3 separate regions of the Ovis aries genome follow, and regions 1 and 3 are each linked to region 2. Evidence: chromatin contacts called from public Hi-C data. All regions are on one chromosome and are shown on one strand. The core of a region is the stretch at or near the end of the contact, and the rest is flanking DNA. Distances in the headings are between cores, read along the strand shown. Region 1 holds the start of ITGA9 (integrin subunit alpha 9). Region 2 overlaps ITGA9 (integrin subunit alpha 9). Region 3 overlaps GOLGA4 (golgin A4).

Region 1 (3,720 bases), core at 1,045-3,544, 360 kb after region 2:
AGGCTTTCTTCATCCTCTTTTTTAAAACAAAGCAGGCCAGGAACATCCCTGGTGGTCCAATAGTTAAGACTCTGTGCTTCCACTGCAGGGGGCCCAGGTTTGATCCCTGGTTGGGGACCTAAAGATCTCACATGCAGTGCGGCTTGGCCAAAAGACTTTTTTAAAAAAAGCAGACTGAACTCTTTTTCCAGGTCTTGACTCCCCCTACTTGCTCTGAGCTAAGGCAGCTTCCACCTGTGGCCCGTCAAAGTCCAGGAGGTAGGTCCTGGCAGCTCTCTGTATGGCAAAGGTCCTCCGGCATCAGTGATGCTTCAGCTTCCCTGCCTGCCCCTCCTCAGCAGCCCCCTGCCCTGACTAGTCCAATTTTTGACAGCCCTCCCCATACGCTTTGTGCCAAGGTCACACAGTCCCGGAGCCTAGCCTCGGATCCTGGGATGTGTTCTCTACATGCTCCTGCCCAGGCCACCTTCTCTACCAAATTCAAAGTCCACAGGGGACACTGAGTACACGGGAGGACACAGAAAAGGTGTCAGCCTGCTTTGCTGTCAAGGGGGGATTTGGCAATTGCAGGAAACGACAGTTGGCCTTTAACTCAGGAACTGGGGTAAACAGTAGGGAGGGAGACAGGGAACTGGTCAGGAGCTACACAAAGACCTTCAAAGCTGGTTCTCCTGGAGGCAGCTCTCCTAAACATCATGATTGTTAAAGGCCTGGCAGGTCACAAAGTTCCCGATTTTCCAGGAATGCTCAGGACTTGAATCTACTAACCCTCCCAGTTCCATCAGTCTCTGACCAATTCCAGGTGGAAATGCAAGCTGAGCACAGAGGAGGTCTGACTTTGCCCTTCCAGCCTGCAATCCCTTAAGGATGCTCACAATAAAACCAGTCCTGGACTAGCTGCCGCCTAGGCCTCCACTGGGGAACAATCCACGCCCTACCTCTTTGAGGAGTGCCTGACCTCTCCTGTGGTTGTTTCACTTGCTCTTATGCCCGACGAAAGGGCCAAGGAGAGACCAACCTCCCTGGTGCTTCTCCTCTGGGGTTGGCCACTCAAGCTCTGCACCCCTTTGCAGATAGTGCCTAATGAGGAGAGCTCCCACTCCTAGGGGCTCTCAGGGGGACATTCAGGGGGCAGCTGTCCTCCTCGGCCGCTATATAGTGCTTGTCTCCAGGGCAGCCGCCTCCATGTGCGATGAGACCCTGGCCGCCCCAGAAATCACTCACTAGCCAGCCCTACCGGCCTTGTCACTGAGCGTCCTGGATTGTCCGCCTTCCCTGCCTTCCCGACCCTCTCGGCTCGCTTCCCCAGAGGGGCTGATGAGCCTGAGGACCACTCAGCTGGCATCTCCCCCAGGCACACCGAGCGAGCCCACTCGCCCTCGCATTTCGCGGTTACGCTGCTTCCAGCGGCAGAGCCGGCAGGAGTGGCTTAAACCGAGGCAGTCGTAGTGGGGGGTGGGGGGAGTCACCAAGAGTTCTCGAAACTGAGAAGTCTGCCGGTCACCCCGGAGAGGGACTTTCGAGGTGCTGGCCCGGCCTCTGGAGCCCCGTGGAGGCAGAGTAACCAAGTTACTTCGCGACCCCGAGTTAAGCCGAGACTGCCTGGGAGGCCGAGGGGCAATCCCGGTGGTTCTCCCACCCGGAGAGGCGCCCGGCCCCCTCCGCCTGGGGAGCCCACCGGGTCGTCCGGGACCGGAGACTGTGTCTTCCCTCGTCCCTTCTTTTCCTAGGCGGCCGGGCTGCGCGCAACGGAGACATTTAAATCGCCCCCTCGGGACGGCGGCGTGGAGAGGCCGGAAAGGCGGCGGCGGCCTGGGGGCTGCAGCGGGACCCGGCCGGGCCGGGCTGCGGTCGGGGTCCGGGCCGGGAGGGCACTCACCAGCGCGTGTTGTCGTGGAAGTGCTCCAGCACCGCGTAGCCGAAGAAGGACCCGGCAGGACCTTGGAAGCGCACTGGGCGCTGCGGGTCCAGGTTGTAGGCGCCCGCAGGGGTCCCTGCAGCCACCAACGCCAGGAGCAGCGCGCGGAGCCCCCCGGCGCCCCTCTGCGCCGCCGAGCCGCCCATCCCCAGCTGGCCGCCGCCCTCCCCTGAGCCCCGCGAGCAGGGCGCCGAGCGCGCCGGCGGAGGGGCCGAGGGGTCCGCCGACGGCCGAGAGGCTCCTGGGGGCCGGAACCCTGCGCTCGGGCTCAGGCGGGACGCGGTGCCGGGCTGGGGGCGGTGGGCCGAGCGGGCGCCGTAGGAGAGCACAGGGGCGGCCCGGAGCGGCCGGCGTCCTCTGTCCAGCCGAGAAGTGTGCGCGCTCGGAGCGAGTGGGTCCCGGGCCGGGCGGCGCTGGACTGCGGAGAGGCGCGCCCGCGGGGTGGGCGGCCTGAGTGGCCGGCGGCGGAACGGCGCAGCAGCGCTCCCTGCGGGCCGCGAGCCCGGCACCACCTCCCGCGGCCGCGGAGGAGCCCAGAGACCCGCCCCAGCGCCGTGTCCCCGGCGAGCCCTGGGCGCCGGGCCCTGAGGCCACCCTACTTGTATTTTGTGTTTTTACTCATTTCTTGATATGTCTTTGTAGGAACCATTAATTTTATTAATTTTTTAAAGAACCCACTTTTAACGTTAATGATTTTTTCTGTAACGCATTTACTTTCCAATTTTAAAATTTTATCAATTTGTTTTTATCTTTCTTTTCTTCTACTTTCTCTAGATTTGCAACATTTTTCTCTAGTACCATGAGATGAACGCTTAGATTTTTAGCCTATTTTTGTTTTTCTAATATATATATTATTTGTAATATGCAGTATATATAAAATATTATATTGCTCCTTGAAAGAAAAGCTATGACCAACCTAGACATTATATTAAAATACAGAGAACTTACTTTGCCAACAAAGGTCTGTCCAGTCAAAGCTATGGTTTTTCCAGTAGTCATGTATGGATATGAGAGTTGGACCATAAAGAAAGCTGAGCACCAAAGAACTGATGCTTTTGAACTGTGGCGGTGGTGGAGAAGACTCCTGAGAATCCCTTGGACTGCAAGGAGATCCAACCAGTCCATCCCAAAGGAAATCAGTCCTGGGTGTTCATTGGAAGGATTGATGCTGAAGCTGAAATTCCAATACTTTGGCCACCTGGTGCGAAGAACTGACCCTGATGCTGGGAAAGATTGAAGGCAGGAGGAGAAGGGGACGACAAAGGATGAGAAGGTTGGATGGCATCACCGACTGTATGGACATAAGTTTGAGTAAGCTCTGGGAGTTGGTGATGGACAGGGAAGCCTGGCGTGCTGCAGTCCACGGGGTCGCAAAGAGTCAGACACGACTGAGTGACTGAACTGATGATACATGTGTATACACACACACTAAATTTCCCTGTGAGCACTGTTTGAGCTGTAACTCCCCAAGTTCCAACATGCTGAAAATTTTGTTGTTCAGTCACTAAGTCCTGCTGTTATTCTTTGCCATCCCATGGACTGTGGCCTGCCAGGCTCCTCTGTCCACATGCTCATAAAAAAAGATATGAGAGAGTTCCCTGGTAGCCTAGTGGTTAGGACCCTGCGCGTCCAAGACTATTGCCCAGGTTCAGTCCCTGGTCAGGTAACTGAGATCCAGTAAGCCACAGATCATGCCCCCCTGACAAAATAATAACAATAATAGAAATGAGGAAACTAAGGCACTGAGGAAAAGTGATTTATCTGAGTGTCCCAGGATGAATAGCAAGGATTCAAAAAGAGGT
Region 2 (3,698 bases), core at 1,056-3,555:
CCACACTTAAGCCATGCACACTCCCGCTTGCTTTCTCAGACCCCTGCCTAGCTTCCATGTGAACGAGTTTGGTCTTGCTGCTGAAAGACAAATCCACCCAGCTGAGGTCCTCCTAAACTAGACAGCACCCAATTGCCTGCAGCTGTGGGGTGTGAGCCCCACAAAGATGGGAGGACTGCCTTGTCAAGGTCAGTGTAACCCACAGAATTGTGAGCTACGTAGATGGTGGTTGTTTTTTAGCTCCTAAACTTCGGTTTGTTACACAGCAAGGGTTAACTGATACAGAATTCCATATTTTTGTCTGATTTATGAATGGATTGACACTCATAGGAAAAGTAGCAGGGGGGCAGCTGACAGGGTTCCAGATGCAAAGAGCATCACTGTGTCTGGTCCTGCTGAACAGATCTGTCTTGTTCCTCTAAAGGGGACAAAAAGTCGGCACATTTCCTCATAGCTCTGTTATGCTGGCATGCGGATTTGATGCAGAGTGTCAATCCAGCAAGGATTTAGAGTGTCTGCACTGTCTCTCACAGGTGGCTCTTCTGAGTTCAAGTTTACATGTGTCATACTTGTTACCAACAAAGTGACGGCGTCATATCCTGTAGGAATTATTTTTTCTCAAGTGGAGTGCAGTCAGTATTAGTCTTGAAAACTCTGCGCCCACTGGCAGTTAACTGTAAAGCTTCTCTTAGAAACAGCCTTGCAAACTCTCCACCCCACTCCAGAGCAGCAGGGTCTCCAGAGCCCCGTTCCCAACACAACCTGTGTGTAGTCTCTTAGATGGAAGGTTGGAGCTGCCACTGATGTCTGTCCTTTTTCTCTGGAGCCCAAAGACAATTTCTTAAAACATGGTCCATTCTCATGACTAGAGTGCTGGATAAACAGCACAGGCCATGCACTGCATGTAAGTTGTTGGGGTTACCACTCATGTCACAGATATGAGAGATGTGAAATTTATTACAACTATTTCCAGCAGATGGCAGTCAAGTATCTTTTTCTAACAAAATCAGATTTTCTGAATTTTCTGACAGATGGAAGTAAAGCTTCTGGAGGACAGGGTGCTGTTTACTTATTTGCACCAAGGTGCCATGGGCTTCCCAGGTGGCTTAGTGGATAAAGAATCTGCCTGCAATGCAGACAACGCATGCAGACACGAGTTTGATCCCTGGATTGGGAAGACCCTTTGGAGGAGGCCATGGCAACCCACGCTAGTATTCTTGCCTAGAGAATCCCACAAATGGAGAAACCTGGTGGGCTTCAGTCCATAGGGCTGCAAAGAGTTGGACATGACTAAAGCGACTCAGCACGCACGCATGCACCAAGGCACCATATAGTCTAGAGCTGGATCCGTCAAACCAACGTTTCTTATGTGATCAAATGAACTCCATTTCAGAAAAAGAGACTGTCACCTTCATGCTGTTGTTTACAGCCTGATTTTGGCTTTTGGCAGACAGCCCAAAGCTTAGGCTCTGAGTTTACCAAGCCATGGCCCCCTAAACAACTGTGACATGCCAGGCCTGCCCAGTGCCATAGGACCTAGTCAGAAGGGCAGGACAGGAGAGGCAGTGCACGGGGAGCCTGGAGTTGTGATTACTGCTCATGAGCAGGTCACCTCCTGGCTCTAAACCCCAGTGTCTCTGTCTCCGCCCAAGAGACGGATGGCATTCTCAGAACTCTTCTAGCCCTGAAACATGATGAAGGCTTTTTATGTTGGTTCCCAAGGCAAACTCAGCACTGCAGCTTATGAAGCACACAGCTGTGTACCCAGCTCTCACACGCAGAAGGCTCAGGGCACAAAGTCCTTACCCAGTATCAATTTTTCACAAAGAGTTTTCGGGAATGTTAATTTTGAATTTTTATATTAAAGTATGGATATATTATAAAGTATAAAGAAGTCTAAAACTCTTAAACACAAAGATAAATCAAGACTATAAAGGCACTTCTCCCCTGCAGCAGGCCTACACTTTCACCCTCATTAGTGTTCATGGTTAATTTGGGGAAAATCTTGAAGAGATGCTGAACAAACTTATATTTTCAGGGCAGGTTGAGCCCATGCTGAGGGTGCTGGGAAATGATCCATGATGAGTTAAATCAGACCCTAAGTAGCCCCTCATTCAATGCTAAGCCAGTGGAGTCTGTGTTTTCCTACACTTTTCCTGGGAACCTTCGAGTGCCTGCTTTGCACTTGAGGGGCAAAAGATTCTGTTTATAATTGATCTGTCTGTAGCAGAGGAAACACTCATGGAAACCCTACAGGAAGGGAGACTCCAGCCAAACTTGGCTCTGCTGGAAGCTGAGAGAGCAGGGGCTTTTCTGGCTTCTTGTCTGTGTTGCTCCAGAGGGGGCCTGTAGTACCATGGGCGGCTCCCTCAGACCTGACAGATTCACACAACTTTCTCATGCAAACTTGTATCAAAAACCTGCCAGAAAATTCCTAGGGAAACAGCCGGTTTCCCCTTGAATAGCCCTAATTAGGAAGACTGTGAGAGGCCTGGGGCCAAGGAAGAAGTGAGAATCACCGGGTTCTGGGGTTCCACAGCTTGCAGCATCAGGTTCCTCCTTCCCAGCCCAGTCTGGGGTGAGTGAGGAACAGCTGAACAACCCCATGGTGCTTGGTCTTTAGGGAGACCCTCCACCTACTCCTCCCTGGCCTTTGGGATGCCTCCCGGGTAGCTATTCTAAGGGCCTCAGACATACTCCTTCTTTGGACTAACTCAGGGCCTCATGTTTATCAGCCCTTTCAAGTTCCTTGACTATTTACATAGCACGTCTCTGTCTCGAGATGTCAACAGTGCAACATCAACCCAATATTTACTTCCAAACATAAATAAGTCTCCACCGAGTGTCTCTGGCACATGGTTTCAATTGAGCCAGTGCAAAGGGGGTGTATATATGTGTGTGCCTGTGCATTTTCTTTTTCTCTGCAGGAGAAGCAAGGAAGGGTTCTCCTAGCCCAGCTGGAGGGAAGGTGATAACCCCCCAATGACTCCTGGAGGGGCTGCCAAACCTACACAGCCTCTGAGCCTTTTCATAGATTTCTTTTTCTAAGTGCTTCTGCTTGAGGTTTGCAGCAATGCTCTCAAGTGAAAACCAGGCACCCAAAGCCAGCTCCAGAGCAGCAGGCTCTTAGAACAGGTTCGGCGGACAGAGGGTTCGAGTTGGCCTTTCTGAAGAGGATGGCAAACCCGCTGCGTGGCCCACCTCTACAACACCTGAGAGCAGACAAAGCTGGCAGGTCCTGGGCCTTTTGGGAAGAGGCTGGCCATGGTTTTGACCAGGTGATGGCACTGCCCTTTGCTCCAGGCCATCTCATTGGCAAAAGGCGCCAAGAGGAGGGAGGGAACGGTTCTTGGGTTGGAAGCAGAAGAGAAGGATGAAGTTTTCTCCTTCACCAAGTGGTGGCCTGTTTGTTTTGGCAAATTGTACAAGGGAGCAGGCAGAAGAGGAGAGAGAAGTCTGGGGCCCTCAATGAGGCTTTTCCTCTTGAAGTAAAAACATCCCAGCATCTCTACTCTTTCACCACTTGACTCAAAGGCTGGCTTGACGAGCTGAAGGCACTCCTTAAAGGTGCAAGTCCCATACACCATCTGAACAATAATGAAACTTCCTCCTATAAACAGGCCTTTATGACTGTCTTGAAGAGGCCCCAGGGCCAGGCCATTTCAAAACCAATCGGGAGCCAAAGGAAAGGAGAGGGG
Region 3 (3,652 bases), core at 727-3,226, 430 kb after region 2:
TTTATAGTAACTATAAATGGAATACAACATTTAACAATTGTGAATCACTATGTTATATACCTGAAACTTATGTATCAACTATACCTCAACTAAAAAATAAACAAATAAAGACAAAATATATCTGGAGTTTCAGAGAAGTAGGAGAAGGAGGGCTATATTACGAAACAGTTGACTGCAACAGCAGCCTGGGAAATTTTTATCCTACATATGAATTAACTGTATGTTTCACCTGCCTTTTCATCATTCACCTCATTTTATTTGTTATTCATGGGTTTCTATCCCGTCACCAAGATACACCTCAATTTAAAAAGGAAATGTAACCCTTCACCAGCATTATTTTCTCTCAGCTGGCTACAACAGTCAACAAAAGCAACAATAAAAATGAAAAGGCTCGACATGAGAAGCTCAGACTTTGGAATAGGTTTTTCTGTTCACAGAAACCAGTGTTTAACAGCATCTCATAAGTCTCCAACTGCTTCAAGGAAGTTGTTAGAGATTATAACCTGAGAGATTTTGCTACTAATGCTCTCTAAAAGGAAATCTTCTTAGGTTTAAAATAACTGCAAGGAGATATTTCGGAGCACATCTAGTGTGAACCAACTACCCCTCTCATTCAGACCCATTCCTCTCCTTAAACCTTACAATCTGGTTTCTAAAATCATTTCTGAAACTGCATTCTAATAATTGAATCCTCACGCAAATTAAAAGAAATTTTAAAAAATCTTCATCCCACCTTCTGCATTTTTGGAAATGCCTCCTATATTCCCCAGAAGCCTAAGTGGCCACTATTCCTATGACATCCCAAGTTAACTTTTTTCTTGTCATTTACTTCTCTTCACCAAATGCAAGATCTCTATGTTAAGAGCACAGACGCCAGATGCAAAATGCCCAGATTCAAATCTCAACTACCCATTTAGTTTCTGTGGGTGAATCTAAGCAAGTTACTTAACTTCTATGTTCTTAAGTTTTCCTGTCTCATTCCTTATTTGTAAAATGAGAACAACAGTATACAGGTCACAGAAATGTTAAGGATGAAATACACACACATACGTGAGTGAATACAAGCAAGGCACTCATGACAGCCTTGCAGAAAGTGACAGCTGGCCATCAGCAGCAGGTGCCACCACTGCTGCCAGCAGAGCAGTCTCAGAGAAATCAGCCTCTTGCGTAATGTGACCCACAGACTGCAACCTCAGGCTAATGACTCCAGAAAGACGATCCAATGTCTTATTTCCAAATTTCCACAAGTCAATTCCATCTGGAAAGCGCATAATTGGCTCAAATTCAGAGAATCTAAGCAAACTCATCGTTCACTCCATTCCTCAGTATCCCCACTTAGACTCCCTTTCTTCTGGAGTCATGTGATTCATTCAGTCTCCACACCTTAAATCTCTGATGTCTTCTTAGACTCCTGCTTTTCTTCTGCCCCTTCAAGCTGGCTGGATACCAAATTCTGCAGAATCAACCCCTCCTCTTCTTCCCAGATCCACCATCCTAGACAAGGCGGCCAAAGCTCTCAGTTTCCAAAACCTGGGTTTCTACCTTTGCTCTTAAGTTCAACTTTGCACTTCGTTTCTTTTCTACATACAACACTGGTTTCCATCACATTTATACTTTCCTATTACGGGTTTCCTAACACGGAAAACACACCAAAGTCTAAACTCAGCTACTCAGTATCTTTACAGACTTTAACAGTCAGTTCCTTCACAATCCAACTTCATTTTCCACTTCAGCAAGAATGATTTCCAGCTGACACACACACCACCTATGGTCACTGTGCCTGCTTATGATCTAGAATCTGAAATGTGTGTTGCCCCGCCTGTCTGTGTAGGCCCATTCTATTCACTACCTGAGGCCCAACTCAAAACTCCCATCCTCATGAACCTGGAGGTCCCATTCTCTCTGCTCTCACCCCTTTCAAGCACCTCTCCTTTCCTGTCTTGCCTTACTCAGTATCATACCCTGCTGAACACTGTGCGGGTCTCAACACTTCACAGCCTAGCATTTGTTGGGTCAGAACACAATGCTGCTCTGTATAATGCTGAATTATTCCATCATTCTCTTAAAAAAGCAAACTGTATTTTATACTTTTTGTTTATCCCCAAGCATCCATAAGGTAGCAGTTATTTAGTATGTACCACACTGTGCCTACCTGGGCTCTTCCAAAATGTACACCTAAATTTTGACAGCCCAAGGCAATGGTCACCAAACATTTTTCACAAAGAGCCAGATAATAAATACTGCAGGCTTTGCAGGGTTCTATATAATAGGCCCAGCATGAGCTGCATTACCAGCACAGGCCATAGTTTGCCAAGCCCTGCCTCTTCTAAAGAACAGCCTACTACGTCTTTATAAAGAGGCTCTAGAATTGAACATTTTTATCCATATTTAACTAATTTTTCTAAATGTTGGTTAGTCAAGCACTTCACATGACTTCTGAGTTCCAACATAAAACAAGTAACCCCTGATTTCTTACCAGCTCTTTCAGACTTTTCTTTCTGTTCCCGTAACTCCTCTCCCTGGGTAGTCATCTGTTTGATGCGACTGCGAAGTTGAGCAATTTCTTCTTCTTTCATTTCCAGGGTTTCATGCATCTGACGTTTTGTCTCTGCTATTACCATTCCCTAAATAGAAGCGCAGACTCTAAAGCGTTTACATAACAAAACTGCATTATTAAGAGCACACAACAAACTTACTTTCAAGGGCAGAAAACATAATGTTTCTTACTAAGTAGAGCATAAGAATTATTTCAGTATTTCACAAACTCAGGTCTGTGTCCTGAGTATATACTACACTATGTACTACAATAACTTCAGCTACCTAGAATATCAGGGTATTTCTAATATAAAAATTGTTTTAATAATAGTTTCAATCTTTAAACTGTTAAAAACACATTTTAGTTAAACGATTTATAATCTTTTCATAAATGCTTACTATAATTTTCCCTGTCTTAGTAAACAGTTTACAATAAATCAACAAAATACAGTCTTTTGTACTTGGCTCACAACCAACCATGATTACTGAACTGCGCTCTAACATAGGGGAAGACCCAAAGGCTGCCAAGAGCATAAGGTCACCGCTGCCACACTGGATGGACCGAGACTGTGGTACAGATCTACCTGGTTTTTCTCTTTCCTCTTGTGACAATCTCTGGTCCCAACACCACTCCTTATTACTGTCAGTGGGGCAATCCCATTCCTCCAATTTGCTAACTGTCTTCCCACTTTCTGGATAATCTACACAAGAAATGAAGGTCGCTGGGGGGAAATATAATCAAACAGTAGATGTTAAATCAGTCATTTGCAACTAACAAACAAAAAAAAAAAGTGTAGTTCAACTTGTCTCTTGAAAACTAAGACTCTGTGACAGCTAGTTTATGATATTAACAAGAGTATTACCTTACTTCTAGGGTTTGTCAACTCTTGTTTTAGGGTCTGACTCTTCCAGATGGCTAACATTAATGAACAGATTAAAAACCAGGTAAGAGGGGCATTATTATACAAATTTCAAAACAAAATCATGAGGCTTCAGTTTCCTCAAAAACCAACTCACAGTGGAAAGGGAGAGAGACAGAGAGAGAGAGGAGTGGAACCTACAGATTTAAAAAAGCCTTAAGAGTCACAACAACAAACTGCAATAAAAGACCCTCATT

Evidence for each region. Hi-C and Micro-C count contacts between places; a contact is called where the count stands out from the background.
Region 1: a contact with region 2 is called in a Hi-C map of hypothalamus, with 6 times the contacts expected there. The contact joins the promoter of ITGA9 here to the enhancer-like site in region 2. A contact is called at or near these places in 7 of 16 Hi-C or Micro-C datasets (hypothalamus, mesenteric adipose tissue, muscle and 3 more).
Region 3: a Hi-C map of hypothalamus shows a contact between it and region 2, with 5 times the contacts expected there. The contact joins two enhancer-like sites. A contact is called at or near these places in 4 of 16 Hi-C or Micro-C datasets (hypothalamus, muscle, skin fibroblasts and 1 more).

What each region holds. Positions count from the first base shown.
Region 1 is chr19:10,932,644-10,936,363 of ARS-UI_Ramb_v3.0, reverse strand. It overlaps ITGA9 (integrin subunit alpha 9), which reads right to left and starts at 2,294. Exons shown (of 28, transcript XM_004018225.5): 1 at 1,880-2,294. The coding sequence starts at 2,064.
Region 2 is chr19:11,292,023-11,295,720 of ARS-UI_Ramb_v3.0, reverse strand. The region is part of intron 27 of ITGA9 (integrin subunit alpha 9); the gene reads right to left. Among named protein-coding and RNA genes, the nearest start is that of CTDSPL, 45 kb to the left of the region's middle. Within about 2 kb of position 2,305, at least 11 of the 54 cell types and tissues checked have an H3K27ac peak or open chromatin away from gene starts, as enhancers often do. A contact at or near this core is called in hypothalamus, where this site is marked.
Region 3 is chr19:10,857,890-10,861,541 of ARS-UI_Ramb_v3.0, reverse strand. It overlaps GOLGA4 (golgin A4), which reads right to left. Exons shown (of 22, transcript XM_060402790.1): 9 at 2,477-2,624. Among named protein-coding and RNA genes, the nearest start is that of GOLGA4, 53 kb to the right of the region's middle. Within about 2 kb of position 1,976, at least 5 of the 54 cell types and tissues checked have an H3K27ac peak or open chromatin away from gene starts, as enhancers often do. A contact at or near this core is called in hypothalamus, where this site is marked.